Regions from separate parts of the Sus scrofa genome. Here all the other regions are linked to region 2. The links are chromatin contacts, called in public HiChIP or PLAC-seq maps. All regions are on one chromosome and are shown on one strand. The core of a region is the stretch at or near the end of the contact, and the rest is flanking DNA. Distances in the headings are between cores, read along the strand shown. Region 1 has its middle 120 kb from the start of MN1. Region 2 has its middle 280 kb from the start of MN1. Region 3 has its middle 100 kb from the start of MN1.

Region 1 (3,371 bases), core at 8-2,507, 160 kb after region 2:
CATTTCTTGGGGACCCACCAAACTGCAGCGGTGCTAAGAGTCTGTGACCTCCAGGCTTGGAGCCCAGCCTGTGTGAGGATGTAGGGAAGGGGGCTCAGCCCTGGTCCCCTCTCACCGGGACCCTCCCAGGAGCCTCCTTGCCACCCCCTGCCTCTGCCTCAGCAACTTCAGCCTGTGGAGATCATCTCCAACCTCAGAAGCCCTGCATGGCTCTCCATCACTCTCTGAATAAAATCTTCGGGCATGGTGCTCTGCATGGATCCCTCCTGACTCCAGGCAGCGGCGGCGGGGGGGGGGGGGTGTCCCCTCAAAGGTCCCACCTCTGCCTCTCTCCCTGGACTGAATTACTTATCTAGTGCATTGGGCTTTCTACAAACACATGCCCATGTCATGGATCGCTCCTCAGGGTCAGAGACTGCGTGCACTGTGTGTCTCCTCATGGTCCTGAGTCTAGAAGGTGCTCAATAAATAAGTTCATTTCACAGATGAAGAAATGGGGCTCAGAGACAGGAATTAACCTGCCTGGGGACACAGAGCTGGGAAGCAAGGGTAACCTGAAACAGATTGCCTTCTAATTCAAGAAGACGTGGGTGTCAATGGCCAGGCACATAATCGGTGTTCCAAACCCACGAAGTGCCAGTTTCCTTCCCACCCCTCACCTTGAGGAGCCTGAACACCCCTAGGTCCAGCACAAGCCTCACCTCTAACTTGCTGTGTGACCTCAAGGAAGGGTGTTACCCTCTCTGGGCCTCGGTTTCCCATTTGGGATCCTCGGCTGGAATTCAAGGCTTCTCCAGCCCCCACACCCCCCACCTCAGAGCAGATTCCTAACAGCTCAGCTGGAGCCCTAAGCCGGCCCTCCTGCCCACAGGTAATTAGAGGAACGCAGCGGGGGTCCAGGGCTGGGGGAAGCCCCAGCAGGAGTCTCCTTCCTCTGAAAGGGGCCCCTCAATGCTGCCCCCCAGCCCCTGCTGCGAGAACAAAAGGCCTTATGGATGTTCAAAGCAAGGCACCGGGCGGGAGGCCAGCGTGGGCGGCCGCAGAGATGGCCACGGGGCTCGTGGCAGGGATGGCCGGCAACTGGAAGCTGTCCCCATCCATCAGTCAGCGGTGACAGCTCCCGGGGCCCTGCGGCCCCCTGCAGCCCAGCCAGCTGACCATCCCGGCTGCAGCGGGCCCTCCCTCCCCTGCCTGGTGGCTCCAGCCTGATGACCTGAATAATGGAGCTGCCTTGAGCGTCCAGCCAGAGTGACAGGCACATCTCTGATCCAGGCCTCTCACACTCCAGCATTTCCTTCTCGGCCACAGCCCTGGCCACTGGCCCCCAGTGTGGAGAAAGATGTGACATTCTGATGGAGCCAGGGAGCCTGGGGTAGTGTGGCCAGGGGCCCGGGGTTCCAGGGATGACCGTAGCTTGGGCTTGCTTGCTCTCAACCCTCTGTGTGACCCAGGGCGAGTCTTGGTCCTTCTCAGGGCCTCAGTTTCCCCTTTTGCAAAATGAAGGTGTCATTTCCAGCTCCAGTGTGTGAATTCTGTGATGCTATGTGTCTGGGAGACAAGTGAAGGCAGGGATGATATGAGCCAGGAGCCCTGGTTTCAGCTGCCCTTGACATGGGACCACCAAGAAGTGACTTGAGGCCGCTGAACCACCTTCTCCCTCTCACCTGTAAAATGAAGACCATCCCCTCACTTCAAACGATTATCATAAAGACAAAATGCAATCGTAGCTGTAAAGCATTTAGCACAGGGCCTGGCGTGGAACTGACAGACACAGACCATCAACCAAATGACTAGGTAGTTATTGTCTCATAAATGCTGGGAAGGAAAAAGAGTAAAGGGTCCAGGGAGGGTCCTGAGAGGCAGGATTGGAGATGAGGCTGGAAGAGCATTCTGGGCAGAGGGAAAAGCTGGTGTGAATGCTCAGAGTTAGGCAGCCCAAAGCAGCAGAAAGTTTGGGACTGATATCTGAGTTCAAATCTTATTTTGTTTTTTTCCCATTTTGGAGAATTCACTTCACTTTTCTCTAAACTTTATTATCTTTAAAAAGTTAATAATAATACAAATCTTACAGTAGTATTACAAGGATTTAGTGAGCTGATAAAAGGGTATCATTACATATTCATGAATGATAGCTATTGTAACTGAGTGAAAAATAACGTTTGCCAAACAATTGCCTTACATGACATTTGAAGCTTCATTTTAGACTGATGTTAAGTTTCTTGGAACATTGGATTTTTCGTATTTTTTTCACGTGAATATTGGTACTTCATGTGCTGTGTGTTGCTGAGTAAGTTAACATCTGCCATGGTTTCTGTTAGTAATAGTTCTTATTCTTTTAAGACCAACTTCTGAAATTCACAAAACCTCTGTTAGTGTAATTGTTATACTTTTTTTTTTTTTTTTTTTTGGACATGCCCAAGGCATGTGGAAGTTCCCGGGCGAGGGATCGAGCCTGCACCACAGCAGCAACGCAAGTGGATGCAGGGACAGCACTGCATCCTTAACCTGCTGCTCCACAAAGGAACTCTCTATAGTACTTCTTTAAAACAAACGAACAAAAAACTTTTTTTTTTCCCTTGGGGAAAAATAAGGTTTTGGTTTTTAATCACCCATAGGTAAACATTATCGTTTTTTAATTAAAAAAATAAAAGGTTGGGGTGTTTGAAGGATGTGATGAAGGCTATTCTGGATGGAGGGGAGTGAGAGAGGAAGAGGTACCGGGCCGTGCACAGTGGGGTCAGACTCAGAGGGTCTGGGTTTGCTGAGTTGCCTTGGGGAAGCTGCTTGGCCTCTCTGGTCTCCACACCCATCTCTATTACAGGAGCTCCACACTGAGCTCTGCCTGGTGGAGTGTGAGGAGGAAAAGCAGGCATCCTAAAGGGCTTTGAACAGCTCTGAATGAAATAAGCCTGCAGTGCCTGGGAGCTATTTTGTATCATCGTCATCCTCGCCATTGTGGGGCACATTGAGTAGTTTGACAGATATTATTGGCTTTCTGTCGCCAGGTGCTTATCTTTTAAAGAAGACTGGAGGCTGGGAGTGTCGACGGGTACAAGAAAGTTCCTACAGCTTGGGTGGTAAGAGGAAAAAAAAAAAAATTGGAAACAACCTAAATGTCCATCACCAGGCGGATGACTCAATGAGTAGTGACATATTCATACTGCGGACGAGTCCATCGCAGTGACAGTGTGTCAACTGGAGCGTCACGTATCAACAAGGATCAGTCTCAAACAAGGATGTCGAGCCAAAAAAGCAATCACAGAATATACATATGGGATGCTTGCATTTATAGAAAGTTTTAAAACATGCCAAGCCATGCCGTATACCATGTGTAGATACACACGTAGGTGGTGGAAATAAATGAAGGCCGG
Region 2 (3,311 bases), core at 686-3,185:
GTAAGGACTGGCCCAGTGTGGGCCACCTGAGTGTGCGTGGTGTGTACTTGCTCACAGGCATTCATGCATTCAAATTTTTTGTCCAGGGCTCACTGTGGGCCATGTAAGAGGTCGTGGGGAGCCAGTGAATGCTTGAGAGCTGGGGAGAACCTGCTGCACAGTCCAGCTTGGCAAACTGTAAAGTGTTTGGCAAACAGTAAATTTCAGTTTGCTCTAGAGACCTTAGTCCAGATGCCTCTGACCCCACAGAGGAGTCAGAGCCTCAGTGGGTGCCATCCTTGCACCCTGCATTTGCCTCTCCAATGCTGCAAGGCTGACTGATTTTATGCCCAAGCCTGTCAACCTCCCAAGTTAGCTGGACACCTTCACAAGCATCATTGTTGCCCCTGGGTCGGCGAGGGTGCTGGGGCACCAAGATGGTCAAGGCCTCCTCCAAGCACTCCCTGTCTAGAGCTTTGCCGGTGTGAACTGAACTTCTGTGCCCAGTGGCTCTGATTGGGTGCCTACTGTACCCATTTCACAGATCAGAGATGAGTGAATCCCAGGTTCACGGAGTCAATGAAAGCATCTAGCCGAGATCCATGAAGCTGGGCATTTTCAAAAGAAGAGGCTAATGAAAAAAGAATGAAATAATGCCATTTGCAGCAACATGGATGGACCTAGATATTATCCTAAGTGAAGTCAGAAAGAGAAGGACAAATACCTATGATATTACTTATATGTAGAATCTTAAAAAAGGATACAAATGGACTTATTTACAAAACAGAACCAGACTCACACACACAGCAAACAAACTTATGGTAACCAAAGGGGGATGGTGGGGATAAATTAGCAGTAGGGGATTAACAGATACACACTACTCTATATATAACAGATAAACAAGGATTTACTGTATAGCACAGGGAACTACATTCAATATCTTTTAATAACCTATAATGGAAATGAATCTGAAAAAGGCTATTATATATAACTGAATATATATAATATATATATTACATATATAACTAAATCACTCCTATAACCTGAAATTAACACAGTCTTAAAAATCAACTATACTTCAATTAAAATTAAAAAAGCAGCTAAACATTACTTGTGTGTGTATATATATATATATATATATATATATATATATATATATAGTCTTTTTGCCTTTTCTAGGGCGGCTCCCACAGCATATGGAGTTTCCCAGGCTACGGGTGGAATCGGAGCTATAGCTGCTGGCCTACACCAGAGCCACAGCAACATGGGATCCGAGCCGAGTCCGCAACCTACACCACAGCTCACGGCAACACCAGATCCTTAACCCACTGAGCAAGGCCAGGGATCAAACCCGCAACTTCATGGTTCCTAGTCGGATTCGCTAACCACTGAGCCACAATGGGAACTCCCAACATTACTTGTATTTTTACAACCTCCTTCACACCCCAACCCCCAGCAGCCTGTGCAGGACACTCCCCATGTAGGTAGATGCATATTGATAATAGTAATAATAACAGGAGCTAACAACCTGGGCATATGCTCTATGCTCTTTGCATATATTCCCTCATTTAATCCTTGCAAAGCAGCTAGCACAGTGCCTGGCACACAGTAGGAGCTCAATAAAGCCTTATGGAACAAATGAATGAATGAATTCAACAACAACATGAAAGCAAATCTCATGACTTTGGCCCAGTACTGGGGGTCAGACAGACCTGATGGCCAATTCCTGCTCTGCCATTGATCAACTGTATGACCTTGGCCAAATTACATCCTATCCTGTAGCCTTCAGTTTTCCCATCTGTAAAGTGGGCATGATGCTACCTGCTCATCAGATTAAAAATTAAATGGAGCTCATCATAAGAAAAGTCCTCAGCTCCATGCCTGGGTCAGCCCAGAGCACAGACAAAAGTGTTTTATCATTGCTATTGTCGGGGATGAGGTCGCTCTTTCCATCTGTCCTCTCAGCTTGCAGTCACGGGTCAGGAAGTTGGAGCCCAGAGGTCACACATGCGTGGTCTGAAGGCCTCATCCAGCTCCCAGATGTGTTTTGTTTGGCTAACATGGTCCTCTGTCAATTTTTTTTTCCTAATTGAATTAGTTCCCAACGTTTTGAGACTTAGGGATTTTTACATAAAATACAGATTTGGGGGGTCTCTCTTGGAACTTCAGACGTTTGGGCCACATCCGAATCAATTCGCCCAAAGCCAAGGTCAGCCGAAGCTGAGAAGCATCCACCCCTGTGGCTGAGGCATGAATTCCCTGTCTGCCCCAGTCCCCACCCCTCCGTATTGCCTCACTCTTGGCCAGCTTCGCTCATTTAGGAAACGGGCCCGCCCCTGGAGGATCCTGCATTTGGAAGCTTTACTCTAGATCATCTCTTCTGTGAGACGTCTGAGGAAGGTCCAAGTCGCAGTTAAGCAAGTTCAACAACAAGACGGAAAATGTATACCTCGGAGTGGGTTTTCACCCAGCGTCGCAGCTGGGGCCCAGAATGGAGTTCGCACCCCCACCCCCCGGAAACATCATCACCCTCTGAATGGTGAAAGCTACCCTCCCACCCATGCCCACTCGGGGAGCCCACAGAGAGCCTCTTGAACCGCCCCGGCCCCTCCCGGAAAGAGGAGGGTGAGCAGAGAAAATAGCTCCCATCTGACCAGGCCGGGCCATGGCTCTTGACTCTAATTGGGGACGCGGTAATTAGATGATGGCAGAGTGTACCCAGGGCTCAGCTTTCAGCCTGAGGTCCCGCCGACAAACCAGCCCATTTGGAAAGTTCGCCTGACATTCCTGAGCTGGGCCGCCTTGCCAAAGAAAACTCCAGCGAGGCTTGTCTTGGCACTGACTCAACCCCCAGCCTCAGCAGGAAAACCAAAAACATTTACACAGCTGGGGCTGCGACGCCCGCTTCCCTCAAGAGCTTGTCAGGGCTCGGACAGCTCGGCCGACTCGGGGGGCACCTCTGAAGGGGCCTGTGTTCCCCAGCACAGCCAGGCGTGGCCGGCCAGACAGAAAACACTGCCGCTGTCCCCAGGAGGCAGGAGAGAAGGCGCTAGGGAATCCGGACTGGGCACGGGCCTGGGGGCTGGGGTGAGGTCCGGCCACTGACGCTGTCCCCTCCTGCAGCCACATCTGCACAGGTCACCCTGGCCAGACTGCCACCCCACCTGTGCACGCTGGCCAATAAAACAAGCCCACAAAACGGCTAATGGAACATGGGGCTCCCGGGGCCCCCATGCTGACAGCTCTGAGAAACGGCCTCTTCGCCACTCTCTCTTTGCACTTGGCTCCCCTGTCTCTTTTCTTGGCCACCTTTCCATGGGGTTCTCTGATGC
Region 3 (3,389 bases), core at 870-3,369, 180 kb after region 2:
GGCAGCCTGGCCATCTCGCGCCTCTGGACGTGCCCCGTGGAGACAGTTACACTTCTGGTGTAATTACTGCCCGGCCATCTCCACTGGGCTCTTCAAATGGATTTCCTGGAGATTTAAGGTCCTGTTCGTATTCTATCAATAAATGAAGTTCTCGGGCCCACATTTCGATGCAAGCAGTCCTGAGCATCTGGAAGGCGAAAAAAATATCTCATCACTAAAATGCAATGTCTCGTCGAACAGGATTCGGTGACTTACAGTTCTCTCCTCTTCGCTGCACTTGAATATTAAATGTTGTATTAATAGCTCACTCTTAATTATCCATGAGTAATGTACTACGGCTCAGAAATTAATGAAGGGAAGGACCCAAACGAGAATATTTCCCACTCCTCTGGGTGCCGCAGGGCTGATGGAAGGGAGGAGATTTGCATGTAATTTGCATGAGCCGCTGGTGGGTTTGGTGGTCCTGGTGGGGGTGGGATGGGGGGGTGGTAGGTACACACGTGGGCTCAAATGTGGGGGACTGCTGTGGACACAGCCACTTTTCGGCACTTTCCAAAGCGAGAACTCACTTCTCTCTCTCCTACCTCCCAGCTTTTGCCCATACGATGTCCCTGCTGGGAACACCAGACCCACGTGCCACTCTCAGTAGGACAAGAACTATCATATTTGCTACTGTTGAAAGACAGTTCATCTCTGGAGCACATATGCGAATGTATTTACATACCTAACACACATGTACAAATGCAAATGTCCATGCACACATATTTACACAAACATGCACTTACGACCTTTAAAAACAAAATTCACAAAACAGTCTGGCACTTCCTCAAAAAGTTAAACCTAGATTTATCATAGTAATTTACCCAGCAATTACTCTCCTAGGCATCTACCCAAAAGAAATGAAAACACATGAACACATAAAATTGTACACAGACGTTCAAGGCAGCATTACTCATAATAGTCAAAAGGTGGAAGTAACCCAAACGTCCATCAACCAATGAATAGTGAACAAAATGTGGTGTGTATTTATATGACGGAATGTTATTCAGTCACAGAAAGGAATGATGTTCTAATGCACACTGCAACGTGGATGAAAGGAGAAAACAGGATGCTGAGTGAAGGAAGCCAGTCACAGATGATTGTGTTGTATGGTTTCATATAAACGAAAGGTTCGGAACAGGCGAATCTAGATGGACTATCCAGAAATGTCCAGAACAGACAAAGCAGATTAGTAGTTGCCAGGGGCCGAGGGTTGAAGGAATTGGGGGGTGAGATGAGAGCTATGGGTACAGGGTTTCTTTTTGAGGTGATGAAAATGTACTAAAAGTCATGGTTGTAATGGCTGCACGATTCTTGAATATAGTAAAAACCATTGAATTATGCACTTCAAATGGATGAACAGTATGGTATGTGAATTATATCTCAGTAAAGACGTTATAATAAAAACATCTGCATATTTATACCCTGTTTTCTGTTCTATCTAGGACTTTGCATATACTGTTCCCACTGTTGGGAACACCCTTCCCCATCTCTCTCCCTTCCTCTGACCAATGGTAGTCATCCCCCAGGGGGCTGAGAAGCAGAGCCTAGGGTGGGACACGTGGGGTCTGTGGAGCCCTGTCTGGCAGGCCAGCTATACCCCTCTTTGGCTGTGTGATCCTGGCTAAGTGACTTTCGGACCCAGTGGGTCTGTTGAGTGTGAGCATATGGGGCAAATATAAGCTGGTGAGAGGAAGGCACTTGGTTCAGGCTCTGACCTCAACTGGGGGCCCCATGAGCAGTGGTCATCAGGCCTCCTCCTGCCAGGAAACTGAGGTCAGAGGGTCGCTGAGAGGCTGAGCAAAGCAGGACTTGGCCAGCCCAGCTCTGGTTGATGCCCAGAACTTGGGGTAACACCAGGGACTTGCAGGGCAGACAGACCTTTGGCCAGACCAGAGAAGGGATTTACTGTTCCCTTCTCCCTGCAGTGGGGGCAGGCGATCCTCACCCCCCACAGGTGCAAGGGCCCCTTGGCCTGTGGCCAAACTGATGGATCTTCCCCTCCAGAGGTGGCGTCCCTGCCCCAGGAGCCTAGGCGTGCAGGGCATCGGCAGACTGCCAGCTGCAGCCTCAGGGCAGCCGGTAACCTTTCAGAACATGGATCCAGTCACGTCCCTCCCCTGCTTAAAACCCTCTGCTCACCTCTGACGGTGGCTTGCGTGTCCTGGCCCTGCCCAGCCATCTGACCCCGTCTCCTCCAGCCCTTGCCCTCGCTCACACCACGCCAGCCTCCAGGCCTTCACCCTCAGGCCTTCTCTTCCCTCTTCCCATCCCTTCTGCCCCAGCTCAGAGGTCACCTCCCAGAGAGACCAGCTCTCCCGCCACTCCCCTTCTCCCCCACCCTCTGTCTCTGTCTCCATCCCTCCAATCACCAACTGCGACTGTTTGATCCTTTGTCCCATAACCGGCCTTTTGCAGCTGCCCTCATGGAACAGAAGCTTTGGGAGAGCAGAGACTGAGTCTGTCTCTGGTTCAGCGCTGATCCCAGAGGGCCCGGCCAACTTCCGGGCATAGAGATGGCACCCACTAAGGATTGCCCAATGAATGTGCCAAGCAGGCGGCCTGGATCCCAGCCCCCGGGCTGCTCCTGATTTGCTGGGAGACACCAAACAAGTCACATTTCCTTTCTAGATGACAGGTGAGGCCTTTGGGAAGCAAAGGAATTCTCCTTTTTGATGGCCCCCCACTCCCCCCGGAGTATCTGGAGCAGCCAGACCCAGAGCCAGTTGGGCTCAGAGTGGGCGAGTCTGGGATCCCAGGTGCCCGGTCCCTCCTTTGCTATCTTTGCTAGAAAACCATGGGGCTCCTTGGACCCCAGGGATGCTCATGTCCATCAGGGATCCTCACACAGGTTGTAGTCCAGTGCTGGGTTTAAATCCACCTGGAATTCTAGGGACTCCTAGTGACATAAGACTAGCAGGTTACCAGATTGTACATCCAGGTTGAGGCCAACTGCGTAAAGAGAAACACAGAGGAAATAGACCCACACGTCAACCTTGACTATTCTAAGGGTGGAAATACGTGGCCCGGGGGTGGGGGGGGGATGGCGGGTTCTGCGCCTTCCTACTTTTGTCATTTTTCAAATTTTCCACAATGAATAGTTCCTTGTTCATCAGCGATAAAAAGGTTATTTAAAGAAAAAAACTCTTAAAAGTTATCTGAGAATATAGGGCTAGATCATTTCTCAGGGTTCCTCCAGGTCTGGAAAAGGCAGTGAGGAGACTGAGCAAGAGCAGGCAGGAAGAACTTTGGTCTTTTTCTAAACAGAAGAAACATGAATGGGGCTTTTCAGAGAGGGCAGTGGCCTGATGAGGAGACACCAATACGTGTTCCTTTATTATTTCCCATTC

Evidence for each region. HiChIP or PLAC-seq counts read pairs in DNA pulled down with a chosen protein or histone mark.
Region 1: an H3K27ac HiChIP or PLAC-seq map of skeletal muscle shows a contact between it and region 2. The contact joins two enhancer-like sites. A contact is called at or near these places in 1 of 47 Hi-C or Micro-C datasets (skeletal muscle) and 1 of 2 datasets of contacts at active chromatin or transcription factors (skeletal muscle).
Region 3: an H3K27ac HiChIP or PLAC-seq map of skeletal muscle shows a contact between it and region 2. The contact joins two enhancer-like sites. A contact is called at or near these places in 1 of 47 Hi-C or Micro-C datasets (skeletal muscle) and 1 of 2 datasets of contacts at active chromatin or transcription factors (skeletal muscle).

What each region holds. Positions count from the first base shown.
Region 1 is chr14:45,022,699-45,026,069 of Sscrofa11.1, forward strand. No RefSeq gene overlaps it. Among named protein-coding and RNA genes, the nearest start is that of MN1, 120 kb to the right of the region's middle. Within about 2 kb of position 1,258, at least 4 of the 83 cell types and tissues checked have an H3K27ac peak or open chromatin away from gene starts, as enhancers often do. A contact at or near this core is called in skeletal muscle, where this site is marked.
Region 2 is chr14:44,857,321-44,860,631 of Sscrofa11.1, forward strand. No RefSeq gene overlaps it. Among named protein-coding and RNA genes, the nearest start is that of MN1, 280 kb to the right of the region's middle. Within about 2 kb of position 1,936, at least 28 of the 83 cell types and tissues checked have an H3K27ac peak or open chromatin away from gene starts, as enhancers often do. A contact at or near this core is called in skeletal muscle, where this site is marked.
Region 3 is chr14:45,039,407-45,042,795 of Sscrofa11.1, forward strand. No RefSeq gene overlaps it. Among named protein-coding and RNA genes, the nearest start is that of MN1, 100 kb to the right of the region's middle. Within about 2 kb of position 2,120, at least 3 of the 83 cell types and tissues checked have an H3K27ac peak or open chromatin away from gene starts, as enhancers often do. A contact at or near this core is called in skeletal muscle, where this site is marked.